Regions from separate parts of the Mus musculus genome. Here region 1 is linked to region 2. The links are chromatin contacts, called in public HiChIP or PLAC-seq maps. All regions are on one chromosome and are shown on one strand. Each heading gives the region's core, a stretch centred on a gene start, on an enhancer-like site or on the middle of the called end of the contact. The rest is flanking DNA. Distances are from core to core; before and after follow the strand shown. Region 1 overlaps Platr22 (pluripotency associated transcript 22). Region 2 has its middle 26 kb from the start of Zfp281.

Region 1 (3,596 bases), core at 500-2,999, 110 kb after region 2:
CTTTTTATAAACTACTAGGTAAGCATTCTCCCAGTGTGTCATGCCCCCATTGTTCTTTCTTTCTGAGCCTCATGTGGCCTAGGTTGGCCCCAAACCTACTGATAGAAGATGCTGACTCCTTATTCTCTCCTCCCTCCACTTTCTTAGGGCTGGTATTCCAAGAGCAGGCAGGTACACCCAGCCGTGAGTCAGGGCTGTTTCTCCTAACATGGTTAGAGATTTTTAGTTGCTATCAGATGGTTGGTTGGTTGATTTTAGACAGTCTTCTTTGTCTCTTGAACTGGCCTTCACCTGTACTTCTCTATGTAGCCCAGGCTGGCCTTGAATTCCCTCAGCCTGATTTGTTACTGAGATTTTTGTCTCTAGACTTGTCCCTTTTCCCTTTCTGAAGTGAGAAAGCAATGAGCATTGACTAAATAGCGAAACAGATATCTTCCTATTCAACAAGAACAAGAGAAACGGGGACAAAGGGAGGTTATAGATACGGTATCAAAAATGAGGGGAAGAAAGTGCTGGAGAGATGGATCAGCAGGTGAGGGCGTTAGCTATTCTTCCAGAAGACGCCAGTTCAAATTCCAGCACCCACATGGCAGCTCACAACTGTCTGTAACTCCAAGATCAGCACTCTCACACAGACATACATGCAGGCAAAACACCAATGCACATAAAATAAAGGTAAATTAAAAAAAAAGATTTTAAAAATGAGGTGCTGATAAGGGTGATGGGTAGTGAAGATATTTATTCATCTCTTTTCTGGGAACCTTAAGGCAGTCTCTTTTTGTTCCTTTTATAGTTCCCTGCCACGGTTACCATGGCAATTGTCAACAGGCATCGTGCTGGAGAGTATGCCATTTAGCCGGCAGATAGATTACAATGCGGTTAAATGTTGTCTGGCTGTTGCTCTGGTGGCCATTTTAGGTGCAGACAGTTTCTGCTCATACACTTTCCTGAAGCCCCGAACATTTTGTCCTCAAAATGCACTAAGATCAGAAACACAGTCAGGCTGTGCTTGGGGCGACAAAATAGGAGCCGTTTTCCTGCAGCAGGGCCATTTGGGTCAAGCCCACCTGCGGTAGGCTCTGCTCCATATTGAAAATCACCGCAGCTGATGGGATACATGTGCTATCTTGACTAGACTTTTTTCTAGGCAATGTTTGGATGGTACCCAGCACCTCATATGTTCAACAAATGCTCCCTCACACCATCCTGCCTAGTGTGCCTGAACCGCGCTCAGGAAACGAGTAATGTTGAGGAGTAAACCTATGATAAATGTGAGATTTTTGTTTGTTTGGTTTTGGTTGCTACTGAGCTAATTACTGGCTTTGGGATGGGGCCTGGGCACCGGGAAAGCGCAGGGAAGGAAGCGAGAGAGGCTGCAAATTTGTTACCAGTGATCAACTCAGTCACGAACTCAGTCATGCCTACGTAGTGAACATTCCACAAAGACCTGAGTTCGGAGAGCCATGAGATAGATGGCTGGCTGTTCTAAGCACCTGGAAGCTGGCTTTCCCTCAAACCCCTGTCTTGACTATGCCCTGAGCCCTGTGCGTCCCTTCATCTGTTACCTAGTTCTACAGTAAGCCAGCAAGCCTGTTTCCTTACTTGCAACACCAGCAGATTAGCCAAACAGGAGGAGGGAGGCACAGCTGGTGTGGTGGTTTGAAAGGAAATGACCTCCAGAGGCTCACAGGGCGTGGCCCTATGAGGAGGTGTGGCCTTGTTGGAGTAGGTGTGGCCTTTTTGAGGAGGTGTGTCACTGGGGGAAGGGGGAGGAGCTTTGAGTTTCAGAAGCTCAAGACAGGCTCAGTGTGGCTCTCTCTTCCGGCTGCCTGCCAATCCGGATGTAGAACTCTCAGCTACATCTCCTTCACCATTTCTGCCTGCATGCAGCCGCGCTTCCCACTATGACGATAACGGACCTCTGAATTGTAAGCCAGCCCCAACGAGACTTTTTCCTTCATAAGAGTTGCTGTGGTCACCACGGTGTCTCTTCCCAGGCACCGTGAGCCTGAATAGCACTGACTAGCACAGCTGAGTTGTAGTTGGTTAGAAGCACAACTCAAAAACGATCCATAGCGACTGGCACGGGATGTGGGGAGCCTGGGACCAAAGTGTCTTCAACGTGTGGGATCTGACACGGTGACCGGCTGAATGGTGTCATATCCAAAGTGAGTTGCAGGACTGAGCTGTTGTCTGATTCGGGGCCTACTCGTGACTGGCTGTATAGATCCTGCCCGCCTCCCCACCCCACCTGCACGCACCTGTTCACAGATGTTTTCCGTGATGATTGATGACTAAGCAGAGAAAGAACTTTGATTATTTTGTCCTCTCAGATAACCTCTAAATATGTCTCCCCTAGGGGGAGACAGTAGGGCCTTCAAGATGCTTTAGCAGGTAAAAGCCCTTGCTGGGCAGGGCTGACAAGCGGAGTTGGAGCCCTGGAACCCATATACAAGTGGAAGGATAAATCGTCCTGAAGCTGACCTCTGACCTCTACACGTGTGTCATGACACATTTGCACACTCTTCCCTTTATGACTTGAAAAAAAAAGTCAGGTGTCAAGAAGGAGTGGCTGCTGTTGGCACCCCCTTCTCTGCCCACCCTGGAGACAGGGTCTTACTGTGCAGCCTAGGCTGGTCTTGATCCCCCTGCCTCAGCATCGCAAGGATTACAGCTGATCCATCATGCCCAGCTTCCCCTTCCATTGTCTGAGGAAGCGGTTCTTCACCTGTGGTCGTATATCAGATATCCCACATATCAGATATTTATATTATGATTCATAACAGCAGCAAAATTACAGTCATAAAGTAGCAACGAAAATAATTTTATGGTTGGTGGTCACCACAATATGAAGTGTATTAAAGGGTAGCCGCATCAGGAAGGCTGAGAACCGCTGATCAGCGTTTGGACAACAAATTAAATAGTCAGCCAAGGTTTAAGGTGGGCTGTTCTGTTGTTGTTTGTTTTGTTTTAACATGGAAAGCCTTAGGGAGGCCCACCATTAGAGTCAAGCTGACCTACAGGGGAGAGCTGCAGATGTTCCCGCCCTTCCTCTGTAACAGCCGTTCTCAACCTTCCTAATGCCACGCCCCTTTGATACACTTCTAGAATCATATTGTGGTGACCCCCCTCAGCCACAAAATTACCTCACTGCTACTTCATAACTGTCGTTTTGCTACTGCTATGAGTTATAATGTAAGTATGCTTTCGGATGGTCTTAGATGACCCCTGTGAAAGGGGGTCGCGACTCACAGGTCGAGGGACACTGCTGTACAAGTGAGGCTGAAAGTTACTTTCAGAAAAAAGGCATGGCAGGAAGCTGAGGTGAAACTGAAGACGTGGGGAAGAAGAGAAGGGCGGTGTAGGTCACACAACAGTGACATGAGCTCTGGAGACAAGTCAGGCAGATTGGAGTGTGGATTCTGTCCCTTCACACTTGTATGACTGTGTCACGTTCATCTTTCACACAGTGCTAACAATGCTGTGGACATTGAGGATCACATGGGATTAACACACAGAGGTGACTGGTCCAGGCCTTGCACCATAGTAAAATGACAGCCAGGATCAGCCTTTATGAATAAGACTCGATGGACCTT
Region 2 (3,239 bases), core at 172-2,671:
AGTGTGTCACTGAGGGCCCTCATCCTAGCTGCCTGGAAGCCAGTCTTTTCCTGTCTTAGGAACAAGATGTAGAACTCTCAGCTTCTCCTATACCAGGCCTGCCTGGATGCTGTCATGCTCCCACCTTGATAATGGCCTGAACCTCTGAGCCTGTAAGCCAGCCCCAATTAAATGTTGTCCTTTATAAAAATTTGCCTTGGGGGCTGGTGGGATGGCCCAGAGGGTAAGAGGATTGACTATTCTTCCAAAGGTCCTGAGTTCAAATACCAGCAACCACATGGTGGCTCACAACCATCCCTAATGAGATCTGACGCCCTCTTCTAGTGAGTCTGAAGACAGCTACAGTGTACGTATGTATAATAATAAATAAATTAAAAAAAAAAACCAAACAAACAAACTTGCCTTGGTCATGGTGTCTGTTTATAGCCGTAAACCCTAAGACAGAGCCTATGGAATTACTCTTGTTTTGTTTTGTTTTGTTTGGGTTTTTTCCTTTTCTTTTTGTTTGTTTTGCTTTGTTATTTGTCCCTGAGACAGGGTTTCTCTGTGTAGTTCTGGCTGTCCTGGAACTCGTTTTGTTGTAGAACAGGCTGGCCTTGAACTCACAGAGATCCTCCTGCCACTTCCTCCTGAGTGCTAGGATTAAAGGAATGAGCCAGCACTGCCCAGCTTCTATTTTCTTAGAGTTTGTTTTTTGGACAGGGTATCAGGTTGACCTTGAACTTGCTAAGTAGCCAAGGATGGCCTTGAGCTTCTGAGCCTTCTGTCTTGGTCTTGGAGTTTTGGGGCTCAACCCCTGACCTTCATACACTGTAGGCGAATACTCTACCAATTGACCTATATCCCTAGTTCTTTCATAGACTTTACTTAATATGGCTGGATCACAAAATCATATAAATCAAAAGAATAAAAGGTAGCATTAAAACTATATATATATATTCTAATATATATTTTATTATAATATATATATTATATACATATGAAAACAAACAACCCAATCAAAAAATAGGCTAAGGAGAATTTCTCAATAGAAGAAATACAGAGGAGGGCTGGAGAATATCTCAATGGTTCAAAGCACTGGCTTGCTCTTCCAGATGACCTGGGTTCCATTCCTGGCACCCGCATGGTGTCTCACATTCGTGCATTAATATCTGCACACCACATGCCTGGTGCATGCAGAGGGCAGACCAGGGCATTAGGTCCCTAGGACTGGAGTTCCAGCTAGCTGTGAGGCACCACATGGGTGCTGGGAACCAGTCCTGGTCGTCCAGAAGAGCAGCTAGTGCTCCTAACTGCTGAGCCATCTTGAGAGGAAAGCACTGAAAGCCTGTGTAGGAAGGGTCCTGCTAAGAGAGTGAGGGGCTTATTCCTAGAGAGTGGTAACAAAAGGAGCTGCAAGGACTGGGGTGTGGCTCAGTTGTAGAGAGCTCTTCTAGCAGGGGGAAGGCCTGAGCTTCGGGAGAGTAGGATTTGGCCTTTAACATCAGGAGGGCTCGGAATAAACTTGGCTTCCCAGTGAGATAGATAAAGGTATGCGCCTCCTTCACTAGTGATGAGTGGGTCTAGCTTATGCCTCAATCTCTTATACTACAAACGGACAACAGAAGTGCAGATCTTTGTTGAGGGAATGCTTGCCACCAGGGTTCTAACTAGTACTAGCTAGTTCTAACTAGTACCGTTTGCCTTTACCCTTTCCCTGGTTTTCTGTTTTCTTTTTTTCTCCTGTGTATTTGTATTTGATGTTTACCTCTCCGGTGGACACTGAGATTGGTCCCTTTCCACTCTCTTGCTTGAACAGAGCTGAAGAGGAGCCAGTCTCTTCGCTGTAAAGACCCCACGCTACCAACAATTATGGTTGACAAAATCTGTCCGCTGAGGCGACTTCAGCGTAAGAGTGTGAGTGTGTCCTAGTTACAATTTCTTTCCCATAGTAGAGATTTACAACAGCAGCAGGTATGACTTCCCATTTCCGTTGCTGCCCGACTCCCTCCTGTTGTGTCTTAATCAAAGATGCTCCTGCCATTGACCAGTTCCCACTGTGGTTATTCAGGGTGCTTTATCTTCAACTGGGTGCTAAACCATCCTCAGACGCCTTTCATTATATCCTTATATTCTGCCACCAACGTTATTCCTTAAGTATCTTTAGATTTAGTTTAATAGATCATTTGCTTTTGAGAAAACAAAGTACTAATTATGGTGCTTTTCTTTTTAGTATAGAGAATCCAATACTCAGATTTTCATGGGCACATTTGGGTTACAATTTTTTTAAAAAAGAATTATTTGTTTTATGTATATGAGTACACTGTATGTAGCTGTCTTCAGACACACCAGAAGAGGGCATCAGATTCCATTACAGATGGTTGTGAGCCACCATGTGGTTGCTGGGAATTGAACCCAGGACCTTTGGAAGGGCAGACAGTTCTCTTAACCACTGAGCCATCTCTCCAGCCCCCTGTGTTACAATTTTTTCAGGTGGGCTTAAGAGATAGCACTAGGCTACAATTTGGTAATTTATTTTGTATCTCAATAAACTGAGGTCACCAGGCATTCTTGTGGGACATGTGTACCTTAAGGTGATGGAGATTTATTGGTGATGAGAGCCAAAAGACTGGAGACGGGTGCTGGGCAGGAACCAGGATGGAAGGATGTGTCAGTTGATGAAGTTCTTGATGTTAGTGTTCAAAAAAACTTTTTAAATATTTATTTATTTATTTATTTATTTATTTATTTATTATATGTAAGTACACTGTAGCTGTCTTCAGATACTCCAGAAGATGGCATCAGATTTCATTACAGATGGTTGTGAGCCACCATGTGGTTGCTGGGATTTGAACTCAGGACCTTTGGAAGAACAGTCGTTTGCTCTTAACCGCTGAGCCATCTCACCAGCCCTAGTGTTCAAATTTTACTAACGGTACTAAAAATAATAAACAAAAAAGCAAAACTATTCCTAGCATTGGTATTTTAGTTTAAAACATTGAGGAAAGTACAAATAACATTTTTCAAAGGCCTATAGATAGCCTTAAATATTCAGAAGATGGAAGCAGGAATATCACAAGTTCAAGGCCTGTGTGGGCTACAGAGTGCTGTGAGGGTTAGCCTGGGCAAATAATCAAGACCCCATACTAACGAGAAAGTGGGGTGAAGAAAAAGACACTGAAAAATCAGAGAAAATGATGGAAGGAGGGAAAGTCCCTGGTACTATTTTGGCAATTTCCTTCCTGGTTTTTTTTGCAGCA

The links. HiChIP or PLAC-seq counts read pairs in DNA pulled down with a chosen protein or histone mark.
Region 1: a contact with region 2 is called in an H3K27ac HiChIP or PLAC-seq map of embryonic stem cells, with 23 read pairs. The contact joins two enhancer-like sites. A contact is called at or near these places in 1 of 15 datasets of contacts at CTCF or cohesin (CD8 T cells), 6 of 484 Hi-C or Micro-C datasets (the AML12 cell line, the G1E-ER4 cell line, astrocytes and 2 more) and 8 of 115 datasets of contacts at active chromatin or transcription factors (CD8 T cells, the NIH/3T3 cell line, embryonic stem cells and 2 more).

What each region holds. Positions count from the first base shown.
Region 1 is chr1:136,705,837-136,709,432 of GRCm38.p6, forward strand. All of the region lies in intron 2 of Platr22 (pluripotency associated transcript 22), which reads left to right. Among named protein-coding and RNA genes, the nearest start is that of Platr22, 11 kb to the left of the region's middle. Within about 2 kb of position 1,750, at least 73 of the 459 cell types and tissues checked have an H3K27ac peak or open chromatin away from gene starts, as enhancers often do. A contact at or near this core is called in embryonic stem cells, where this site is marked.
Region 2 is chr1:136,597,035-136,600,273 of GRCm38.p6, forward strand. No RefSeq gene overlaps it. Among named protein-coding and RNA genes, the nearest start is that of Zfp281, 26 kb to the right of the region's middle. Within about 2 kb of position 1,422, at least 8 of the 459 cell types and tissues checked have an H3K27ac peak or open chromatin away from gene starts, as enhancers often do. A contact at or near this core is called in embryonic stem cells, where this site is marked.